2 separate regions of the Arachis hypogaea genome follow, and region 2 is linked to region 1. Evidence: chromatin contacts called from public Hi-C data. All regions are on one chromosome and are shown on one strand. Each heading gives the region's core, a stretch centred on a gene start, on an enhancer-like site or on the middle of the called end of the contact. The rest is flanking DNA. Distances are from core to core; before and after follow the strand shown. Region 1 has its middle 21 kb from the start of LOC112769404. Region 2 holds the start of LOC112771106 (9-cis-epoxycarotenoid dioxygenase NCED1, chloroplastic).

Evidence for each region. A called contact is a pair of places that touch in the nucleus more often than the background predicts.
Region 2: a Hi-C map of leaf shows a contact between it and region 1, with 2.7 times the contacts expected there. The contact joins the promoter of LOC112771106 here to the enhancer-like site in region 1. A contact is called at or near these places in 2 of 8 Hi-C or Micro-C datasets (leaf and an unstated tissue).

Annotation. Positions count from the first base shown.
Region 1 is chr18:47,542,160-47,547,642 of arahy.Tifrunner.gnm2.J5K5, reverse strand. No RefSeq gene overlaps it. Among protein-coding and RNA genes, the nearest start is that of LOC112769404, 21 kb to the right of the region's middle. Within about 2 kb of position 2,447, at least 3 of the 3 cell types and tissues checked have open chromatin away from gene starts, as enhancers often do.
Region 2 is chr18:48,322,356-48,327,838 of arahy.Tifrunner.gnm2.J5K5, reverse strand. LOC112771106 (9-cis-epoxycarotenoid dioxygenase NCED1, chloroplastic) reads right to left here and starts at 3,287. Exons shown (of 1, transcript XM_025815725.3): 1 at 685-3,287. The coding sequence starts at 2,912. The coding sequence ends at 1,095.

The DNA.
Region 1 (5,483 bases), core at 1,198-3,697:
AAAGTCGTTAGGCACATGCACGCCACGTTGACCAATCAGAATCATTCTCGTAAGACCATGTCAAATGTTCTTGTTACAAGTTACAATCACCTATGGCCCGCCACGTGTCTGCAAACAAAGGATCTCACCGACTCTATCAACGACCGTCAAAAAGGTGAAATGAAACACATTATTGTTTGCTTCTCTTTATTTGATGAAGCGACAACGCACGCACTCACATAGTGATATTAATGTTCTATGAATAGTGCAAAAAAAATTGAGGTACGCGTACATGAATCAAATCAAATGTAATTATCAAAAAAATGAGACGTTATCTTTGCTTGTGGTTTTCTCTCTTTCTTTCTTTTTGTTTTTGTTTGGATTTACCTACCTACCTTGACTCAACTTTTAATGCACCGCCATATGAGAGGAGATTCCTATTATTGTTAATTACTAATGGTTGTGGAAAAATTTTGTGGAAAATGACACTTGGAATTGGGAATTTGGCATTATTGGTCACTCAATTAGAAATATAAATCACAAAGGAAGAAGAAGAAGAAGACTTCTTATTTGATTAATTAAGTTCTATAAACTTTCGTAACACGGCTGTTCCACTCTTAACAAATTTTCAATCATACAAATTTTTAAAATAAAATTTGCTAGTTAAATCAACTTTAGTACATTGTTAACATTTTGAATTTGGAAAACAAATTAGAGGTTTTAGTCATGGGTTTACAATTTAAGTTTTATTTATTTGGATGATTATGCACACACTCAGTAAATATAAAAGATATTTAGTTTTATTGGCATAATATTACTGTTCTGGAAGTTACTTGAAACCAGATTATGTTTGGGTTCGGATGCGATGCCCAAATACTCAAGGGAGTGGTCCCCGACTTGTCCTGCGTCAGAGAGCCGCCGTCTGAATTGTGTGTGTTTGAAAAGGTAGGGAGTGGTACCTGAAAGACACTTCAATGCATGCCTAAGTCAACAAGGGGTTAAGCAGGTTTTTGATGTATTAGAACTTCAAGGTACCTGAGTGTGTCAGGATATTTATAGGTGATGAGCCAATAACCACCGTTGAAGTAATTTTACTTCTAGTGGTGGATAACCGTCCTTTTATTTTAGGGCTTGTTGAGATCTCTTTTTAGAAGTGGGTGAGAGATTTTGGGAGGCAGTTACTTACTTAGGTAAGTATAGGCTGCCCATTTTCGTTTATTCCGATCTCTTCAAAAAGGTCGAGTATATTGTAGAGACCACTTTTTTAGTAGAACATTTCAGCTTTATTGAATCTGGCTTATATTCTAAATTAGGATATGAACAATTACATAAGATGCACTTATAAAATTGTTTTATACTAATAATGCATCAAATTTAAATTCTAAATTATTCACTTATTTGAATTCCGTCTTCCATTAGATTTACATGAGTGGCTACCTCTAACAATTTTTTAGAAGTTTTAGTCCCTTTAGTGCAAATTTAGGTGTACCTACAACAGACTTTGTTGCCTAAGTTAACCATATTCCAAGAAGTATATTGTAGGGTAAAAAAACGATTATTGAGTCAATTTATTGAAGTTTATTTATAGAAATTTGCAGTAAGAGTTGTAGTAGTTGAGACAACGTCCCTTTCCTTTAAGCCCTTTTGCAATAGGCCAACCCAATGGATGATTAGCCTATAAGCTAGTATGTAAAAAATTCTCAATCCTTTGTAATATTTTAGGTTATATCTAAGATATTTTCTATTGAATATAGTTACTAATGTTTCATTGACTTATATACATATCGATAGTTGAGACAATTAGCTACAAATTTTACAGGTTTTCATGTCCAATCTAAAGTATATAGAACACATAATCATGCCCTACTTCTCAGAGAAAAACAAATCTTGTAAGAAATAAGTATATCAGCATTTACATGCCATAAAAAAATATGCAATGAAACCATCACTTTGATTATTATTATTATTCCCACAAGGAGGAGAAAAAAAAAGAACTTAAGGAAAAATTGTTATATGTAGAAAAAATGTTAAAAGAAATTCTGCGTATAAAACTAGATAATAAAATTTCTTTCAATCAATTTTTCTTTTTCGGCTCTTTCTTTTTTTTTTTTTTTTTTTTTTTTTTTGGTTTTGATGTATGGGTCTTTGTTTTTGGGGGGTCAGAGTGAGAGATTAGGAATTTTATAACATCATAGATAGATACCACTTTTAGTAACAGGGTGTGGTTCAATTCAAAGAACCCTAACTCTGATGTATTGCTCTTTATTTATTTATTTATTTTTTGGTCAGGTGATGTATTGCTCTTTCTAAGGAGTATACGTTTTTTTTCGGAACCCACAAGAATAACAGTTCTTTTTATTTTGGACATGAGAAGAACAGATCCAATAAGTGGACCGTAGCACAAGGTTGAGGCCAACACTATATCATACTTCCCAAATAAATGTGAGCTTTTGTTTTACTTTTGATGAAAACATGATAGGAGTATTTTACTTTTTTTATTTGGTCATGAATAGGGGGACCATGAACGATCAGGGTAAAGACAAAAAGAAGTTGATGGGTTTCCATTTTTTTTGTTCAGTGGGTTTCGAGTTGATTTGGTACCTTTGGTTGGACCAGGGATTATCATTTTAATGGTAAAAGAACATAATAGTATAACTTTCATTTCAAGGCCCAAACTTAAATACGCACTCTTTTTTAACTGGACATTTCAACAAGGATTTCACAAAAATATAAATGAAGTTCAGGTTTGGATAGGGTTTATGGATATAGCCCAAGACAAGGAAAAAAAAAGAAAAGGAAATTTCACTGTAAAGAAAATGAGTGGTAGTTAGATGGCATATGTCTCTTTGTCTACAGATCTCGGATTTGAACTTCACATGATGTAATTTGATCCAAAAAAAATGTACCTTTATAAAATTTAAGTTTAATTATTACGTTGATCTTTATAATATTATTAAATTTACACTTGAAAGTGCTTCCAAAGTACATCTTTGGACACTCCATATCTCTGGCAAGGCCTCCTTCGACGCTCACGGTCTCTCACAAATCCTCTATCGACGCTCGCTCTGCCGCCTGGAGCGCTGTAAACCCTAACCCTCCTTTGGCGGTGATTTTCTTTGGCAAGGCCTCCCTCCTCAGTGTTCACTCTCTCTTGCAAATCCCCTGTCGACGCATATGAATGATGATAAACCAAAAATAATCAAACATATAAATGGATTAATTAAAAAAGGAAAATTGACCTTTTGCAATTAAATGACATTGTCTGAAAACGAATGGTTGCAGTTTAAATATTTTAAACTGTAAATAATAAAGTATGTCTCAAGATTAAAACAATATAGGTGCACTAATTGCACCCTTGCAAAAATTGTCTCACATTTTTATTATTATTCAAATAATTTTTTGTACTTGTAGGAAAAAAAATTTGAAGAATTAGGGCATTATAGAATGTGATTCCTTAATCCTTGTTGGGCTTGATAAATCTGTATGTTGACAATTGCTTTTAATCATTCCATTTCTCTTTTGTCAGTATCTAAAAAATTGATAATCATTTCACTATAAAATTGAAAAGCATGCTTACTTTAATTGCTAACTAGTGCATTCTCTTGTGTGCAGGCTCGTCACATGTTAATGGCTTACATGCCAATATTAATACCTCTGAAAAAGTGGAAGGGATAAGACACATGGATTAGTCCTATTGATATTGCATGTTGAAAAGTATTGCTTGTTTTATAGACCCTTATATATATAAAGAAGAAAAGAATGAGAGAGGAGGCTAAATAATCAGAATCAATGAATAAACTTGCAGCTATTTCTCTTGAGTATGGTATCTAAATTGAGGATGCAGATTGTGGTTTCTTTTCTAAGCTGGGGATTTTAATTTAAAAGCATGTCTATGAAAGTGAGAGATGCAGTAATTTCTTTTGTATGTGTTTTCTTCCTTGGCATAAAAGATTTTCAATTTAAAACATTTGAATAAACTAACCCCTCTTCTTTTCTATAAAAGATTGATCAAGAACAAGAAGGAGAGCAGATTGATCGATCTCTGTTAAAAAATGTATTAGATATATTTGTTGAAATTGTAATGGGTCAAATGGATCACTATGAGAATGATTTTGAATGAGGAAGGTTATCAAATTCCAATTCCTTCAATAAATAAGAGGCTTTGCTCAAGTGCTGTTGAGAAAAAATATGAAATGGTTGGTTAGAAACTAGTCAAGTTTCCCTGGAACAATACTGGTAGATGTAGTTTCTACTAATTTTTGAAGTGTATTCTTGACCATATAACTAATCTAAATTTTCTCTGCAATATTCTCAGATATTCAGTTGAAGTTATGGGTTTACAAACTTGTATTGCTTGGCAGATGGAGTCAATTCAGTAGGATAATGATCATTTCGTAGAGCATACCTCTGAAAGTCCTCCAAGTTCTCCAGATATAAATAACATAGTTGGAGCCCTGCAAATGAATCCGCAAGTCAGTCTTGAACACCAGGTGGACGTTCCTTCCTTCTTGGAAGAATGAACAGCTTCAACTTTAAAAGAATCTTGCTGATTTAGAAGCTGTGCATGATAACTCACTTTGTTTTGCTATTGGTTTAACCATCCCAACCATGTGGGTGCCTAAGAAAGTGGATAATGGTTTTGAAGGGCTGCGTCTGTGGCATAGTCAAAACAATAATTTAAAGAAGAAAATTAAAGCAGTATACCAGATTAAAGAATAGAAAAGACATGGGAGATATACCGTCATTTTATTATGGCAAATTTTATAAGTCTAAAAGGTATCGTAGATGGACTTCTTGCAAGTTTTATACTTTGTTAAAATGTTGTCATGTAATTAGAGTTTATTTTTTTGGTGACAAATGTGATTAAAGTTTGTGTATGTTGAATTGGTTGATTTAAAATTATATATATTTTTTTTATTGTTTAAATTAGTCATTCAAACTATTATTTAAAATTTTATATATCAATTTTACAATGTTTATTAGGAAGATTAATAAAAGGTGTAGCCATAGGTATTTTGACTTAATTTATAGCCACGCTTAAAAAGGATGGTCATATTCTATAATTGAGTCAACAGCCATGCTCGAAAAACATGGCCATAGTAAAAAATTCTGACATGCTTAAAAAGCGTAGCCATATCTTCCCCTATCGGCACACTGTTGAAGTGATACGTGAACATCTTTTCTTTATTTTTTATTTATTTTAGATATAAATTTATTAAGTTTTAATTAAATTTTAGTGTTCGAAGACTCTTTGGATGCTACTTTGAGTCACTTTGGTGTTTTAATTATTTAAGGTGAGGTTCGGATTGGTTTGGTAGAGTTCGTGTGCAAGAAAAGAGAAGAGTTTGGAATCTGCCAACCTGGCGCTAAACGCGGACCTGGGCGTTTAGCGCCAGCAAGCCAGAAACGAGTGGAAGCTCTCTGCCACTGGGAGCGCTAAACGATAAGCCTGGCGTTTAGTGCCAGGAAGTCAAAATCGAAATGGGAGTTTCTGCCCTCTAGGA
Region 2 (5,483 bases), core at 2,038-4,537, 780 kb before region 1:
AGATAAATTTAAACCATTTGAGTTAATTTTTTAGTGTCTCCATATATTATTGTTTGTTTTCTACACTTTCATAAAAATTAAATTGTTAAAACCTTATACTAAGGGACATTATTGAGTTTGAGTATCTCCACATAATGAATAGATTCACAAAACTATTGTAATTGGAGACTGATTTTTTTAATGTATCCTTTCCTGAAATATAGGCTACATCAACTAAAAAGGCACCTAAGTCGTGAACATTGCATTCACTTTTATTTGTTTTTATTTTTTATTTTTTCTTCTTTAATTTTCCTTTTCTGTTCTGGGTTCGGTTTCTCAAAATCCTACACATCACTAGGACGAGAAGGAAGTCAAAAATCAAGATATTATATTCTAGACACTAACAGGTAGCAAACATGGATTTAAAAGAAGAAGTGAAATTACTGTTATTTCTGATATATTTACAACAGAAACCTGTGCTGGACAGAAATTTACACAATGGTGGATACTACAATGAAGATGGCAAAAATATCTTCTCATGAAGATGCTTTGGTTAAAAGTGTGGTTTATTTATTTAGCCACACTTTAAACAAAAACAACACTTTTATAAATATCAAAATCTAACCATACAATCCATCATCCAAAGGTCAAAAAGAAATATACTCATATGAAGACAATTATGCCATCTTCATTGTAGTATCCACCTTACACAATATCATATATCACATAATAATCTATATTGTGATATACACACAACTTGTTGTTTTCCCTCAAGACTTTTTCATGACATCTAAAATTTAAGTGAAAGAATAAGCAGAGACCCAGCTGAGCTTTCATTTTGCTATACTACACCCAAAAGCTACAAGCTATGGTCCCCCAAAACCTCTCACTCAAAACTCCCCAAACTTAAGAATAATTAAAAAAAAAAAGGAAAAAGAATGCAGAGAGAAACATGAGCCTCTACTTCTGCTTGAAAATAACAGAGAGGATGGAGATTCCGGGGACATATCTGCAAACAATCCCACAGGTAAAAATCTCCCCTCGCTCACACGAAAGAAGGATCTAAAAGCAAATAAAGAAAGAAAGAAAGAAAGGAAGGTCTCAACGGAAAATAATCAAGCCTGCTTCCGGAGATCCTTGGATTGAATGAATGTGCCATGGAAACCATAAGGCACTCTTGAAGGTAACTCAATTGTAGCCTCAAGCTCCAGAGTCATTGCATTCACAACCTGAAGCTCAGACCTCCACTCCTTCTCGTCATGAACAAATGCAAGAATGTAACCGTCGTCTTCCCTCTCCGACGACGCCGATCGAGGAAGAAACATCGGCTCACCGCCGAATTTCTCACCGCCATACATGTACTTCTTTACTTCGCCGCTGGACAGATCAACCTTGGCGAAACCAGACACCTTAGGCCATGGCTCGGCGAGTGCCAAGTATGCGAACTGTGTCTTCCTTCCAAGCTTGTTCTTGTTCACCATCCCTGCCTCCAAGTTCACCTGTTCTTCTTCACGGATTATAGCCTTTCTTGTTGATTTCCCTGTCTTCAAGTTCAACCTTATCTCCGATAACACACTCTTCAAATTCTCATCGCACTCGTTGAAAATGGAGTCGGCAGGGGTCATGCACGATCCAATCACAACAACCTCATCAGTTTCTTTCTCCTCCCACGCATTCCATAGATGGAAGCAGAAGCACTCTGGCGCTTCAATCCACCGGATACCGTCTGAGTCGGTGGCATTCTTGTCAAGAATCCCAAACCTAGAGACCTTCTCTTTGTCGTAAACAACCGGTGATCCACCCCTCATCATCTCGCCAAGCTTGAAAACCACCTGCTGGTCCGGTACCACCACGAAATTCTCGGTTATCGCGAAATCGTGCATCATCGTTGGGACCTTCAACGGAATATCAACGTCCTTCGACTTCGTTCCGTCCTTATTGAATTTGAAGTACTTTAGGTAAGGCTTTGAAATGACGTCGTAACTTAGAGCAAAGAGTTCGCCTGAGACTGGATCCACTTTGGGATGTGCGATCATCGTGGATTTCAGTTGGCCGTTAAAGTCGTAACGGCCAACGGTTTTTAAATCCCCGTTTGGCGTGACGCGCACGTGGTAAGGCAAATCATCCTCGGACATCGCCAAGAGGCGGTTATTGAAGTAGACCAGACCGGCGTTTGCGACGCCCATTCCGTTTTTACCGTCGACGATGCCGAAGAGGCCGCGGGCGTAGAACAAGAGGAGGCGAGCGATTCCGGAGTGACCGTGGAGTTCTCCGATGGCTTTCGGGAACACCGGTTTTCCGAGGGATTTCTCTTGGACGAGGCGGTTTGTTTCGGTGAACCGGCAGGAGTAGCTGGCAGAGCCGTTGTGGAATTTCACGGCGTGAACCATGCCGTCGCCGTCGAAGAGATGGTGTCCGGCGAGGGGCTCGTACATCGGATTGGCACCGTTGCGGACATAGACTCCGTCAATGCATTCCGGGAGTTTCCCGGCGATTGGGAGGGAGTGAGTCGAGGGATGCTCCGGCACCGGTGCGAAGTTTCCGGCGATCTGAACGCGGGGATCCGCGGTCTTTGGGAGCGGGTGTTGGCGCTCGTGGGAGGCTAAGGCGGATTCCGCGAAGTCTATTGCCATCGCGGCCGCCTTTTGTATAAGGTTCAAGTCTTTAACCGGAGCTGCGGTTGTGGTTGTGGTTGTGGATGCGGTTTTATTTTCTTTTGTTGGTTTTGGTTTTGTTGTTGTTGTGGTTGGTTGTAACTGTTTTGGGAAGTGGAGTGTTTGGAGTGAGCATTTGATTTTATTGTAATTAGACCTCCTCTTGTTACTCCTGATAGTGAATGAGGATGGTGTTTGAGGTGAACATGATGCACCTTTTAAAGAGGAGCATGATGATGGAAGTTTGGTATTGATCCATGTGTTTGAAGTTGCTGCCATGGTTGCTCTATTTTGAAAGTGTAGTGATGTGAGTGTGAGAGTAAGCAAGTAAGTAGCAGGGGTGAATATTGAAAACTTGCTCTATTAATGTTGTATGAGTTTTGAATTTGGAATTTGGATTAGTGTGTGTGTGTGTAATTTTTTTTGTTTAAGAATGTTTTTTGCTTTTCTATGTTTTGTTTGAGAGAGGTGGTTTGTGAGTGAGAAAGTTGAGGGATGAGGGGAGTGAGAGACCGGATATATATAGTGGGGAGAAGGGGTTGGAGGCATGGAGGTTCAACTTAGACATGTAAGAGAAGACCACGTGTAGGATTAAGAAATTGAGGGAAAGAGAGTATTGAGAATGAAAAAAAAGAAGAAAAAAGAAAATTAAAAAAGTTGGATTGCCAATAAGTGATCAAGACAAGGTGGGGTTGTATATGGGGCATAGCTGCATGATACACTGCCACGAACACTCTACTTCGCTTTCTCTCTCTACACTACAAAAGAAAAGCTTATTTTATTGTGGAAATAACAAGAGAAAGGAAAGGGGAACAATAAGGATTATAATCTTAATTTTACTAGATAATTAACAGGGATTTAACTAACAACAAATTAATAAATATTTTTAAATTATATTTTATATTAATTAATTATTATTAATTAGTAATTATTTAAATTTTATTTTTAAAAATATAGAATTAATAATTATTAATTATAATTATTTAAAATTAATAATTAAAAATTATTTATCTATACTTTTCTTTATGATATAGAGGGAAAATTCCTTAAATTGAGAGCAATCACACGTGATAATTGATGAGAATAAAATTAAAACAACGGCAAGAGACCAAGGTAAATTTGGTTTGTTTAACGGACTAATACCTAGGTATTATAATGTGATATGAATTTACTTAATACTTTCATAAAAGAAATTAGTCAAGAATTTTAAATTGAGTTTCTTTTGCTTTATTAGTATATATTTAATAATTCATAGTATTATAAAGGCCATTAATTGGTATAACATGGAAATAGAAGAAAACAATTTAGATTGAGAGAGAGAGAGTGAGAGAGAGAGAGAGAGAGTTGAAACTTGAAAGGGTCTAAAAAAAAGTAAAAGAAAATGAAAGCGGCGAAAGAAAAGAGTGGTATGTGTGTGTGTGTTTAACGATGGTAATCTATTGGCCCATTAGGTTGTAAGATGAACAAATAGGAGGGGTGTGAAGAAGATTGGGCTTTTTTGATTGAAGAATAGTAATGGGTGGTGGTGCCTATGACTATGAGTATGAGTGGAGAAGGCATTTTGGTTTGTTTGTTGCACACGTCGAACCCCGCGTTGCTGCCTCAATGTGAAGTTGTGAGTGAGAGTTGAGAGTGTCACACGTGGCTAATTCTCTGAGTGTCCCTCATCTTTGCCTTCAAAATCTTAGTCACATCAAATTACTACCCCACACGCTTGCAATTCCATTTCCCACTTTTCTTTACCTTCCTTCTCCTTTCCTTTCCTTTCCTTTTGGGTTTATTACATGTTTGGTAGTAGTGTAACAAGACACTAAGCAAGTTTTAAGTATAGAAAACTTTGTTTCAATCTTAATTGTCTCTAGATTGATATTTTTTAGGGAAAAAGCATTTGTGTTTAAAGGGATAATTACAATTTCTTCAAACTATATTAGTTACATCTTTGACAACAAAGTCAGAATAATGGTCAAAGATAAAAAAAAAAAATGAAGTATAAAAAATAAAAATAAAAATATTAAAATAGTAACTATCTACTCTTGTCTTATTCTAATGATAAATATTTTGAACAGAATAAAATCTTATCTTTATCTTGTAAGTTTTAATGTATTTTAAAATTTATAATCTCAAAAATTTAAATAAATAAAAAAATATATAAATAATTATATCAATAGTTATAGTTCTGGAAATAAAATTGAATTAGTAGTTTGATCTAATTAATAAAAAATTGACTATCAAACCGATTTTATTTTAGATAAAAGCCATTTGACGGTGAACTTGTAAAATAATTAAATAGTTTAATTTGTGAGTTTTTTAAAGATTAATTAATGGTATAAAATAATAAATAAAAATAATTTTTTAAATAAAATATATATTTTATATATAATATATTATTTTATTATATTAATTTAACTCTAATAATTTTGATTGAATTTTTGAACCTCTAATCCTATTGGTTTAATAATCGCATCATTTTTAAAAACTACTCATCAATCTCTTTTTCTCTCTCTGTTGACTAAGCATTGTATAAAAAAATTGTTATTAATCATTGAAAGATATTTTTGAGTAATTATGTAAATCAATCCTAAAAAATTTAAAAGTAAATATTTTAGTCTTCAAAAAAATTAATACACAAAAATATTTTTAAAATTTTATTTAGGTAAATAGATCAGTTTTTATTTATTTTTTGCCAGGGTAATTACTTAAATTAGTACTCAAAAATTTTAAAAATAGACATTTTAGTCCCTAAAATAAATTAATATATAGATTAATTCTTAACATTTTTTTCTGTCAGACATAACAATCACCCGTCTATTTTTCGATATAACTCACAACAGAAAATGCAAATTTGACACA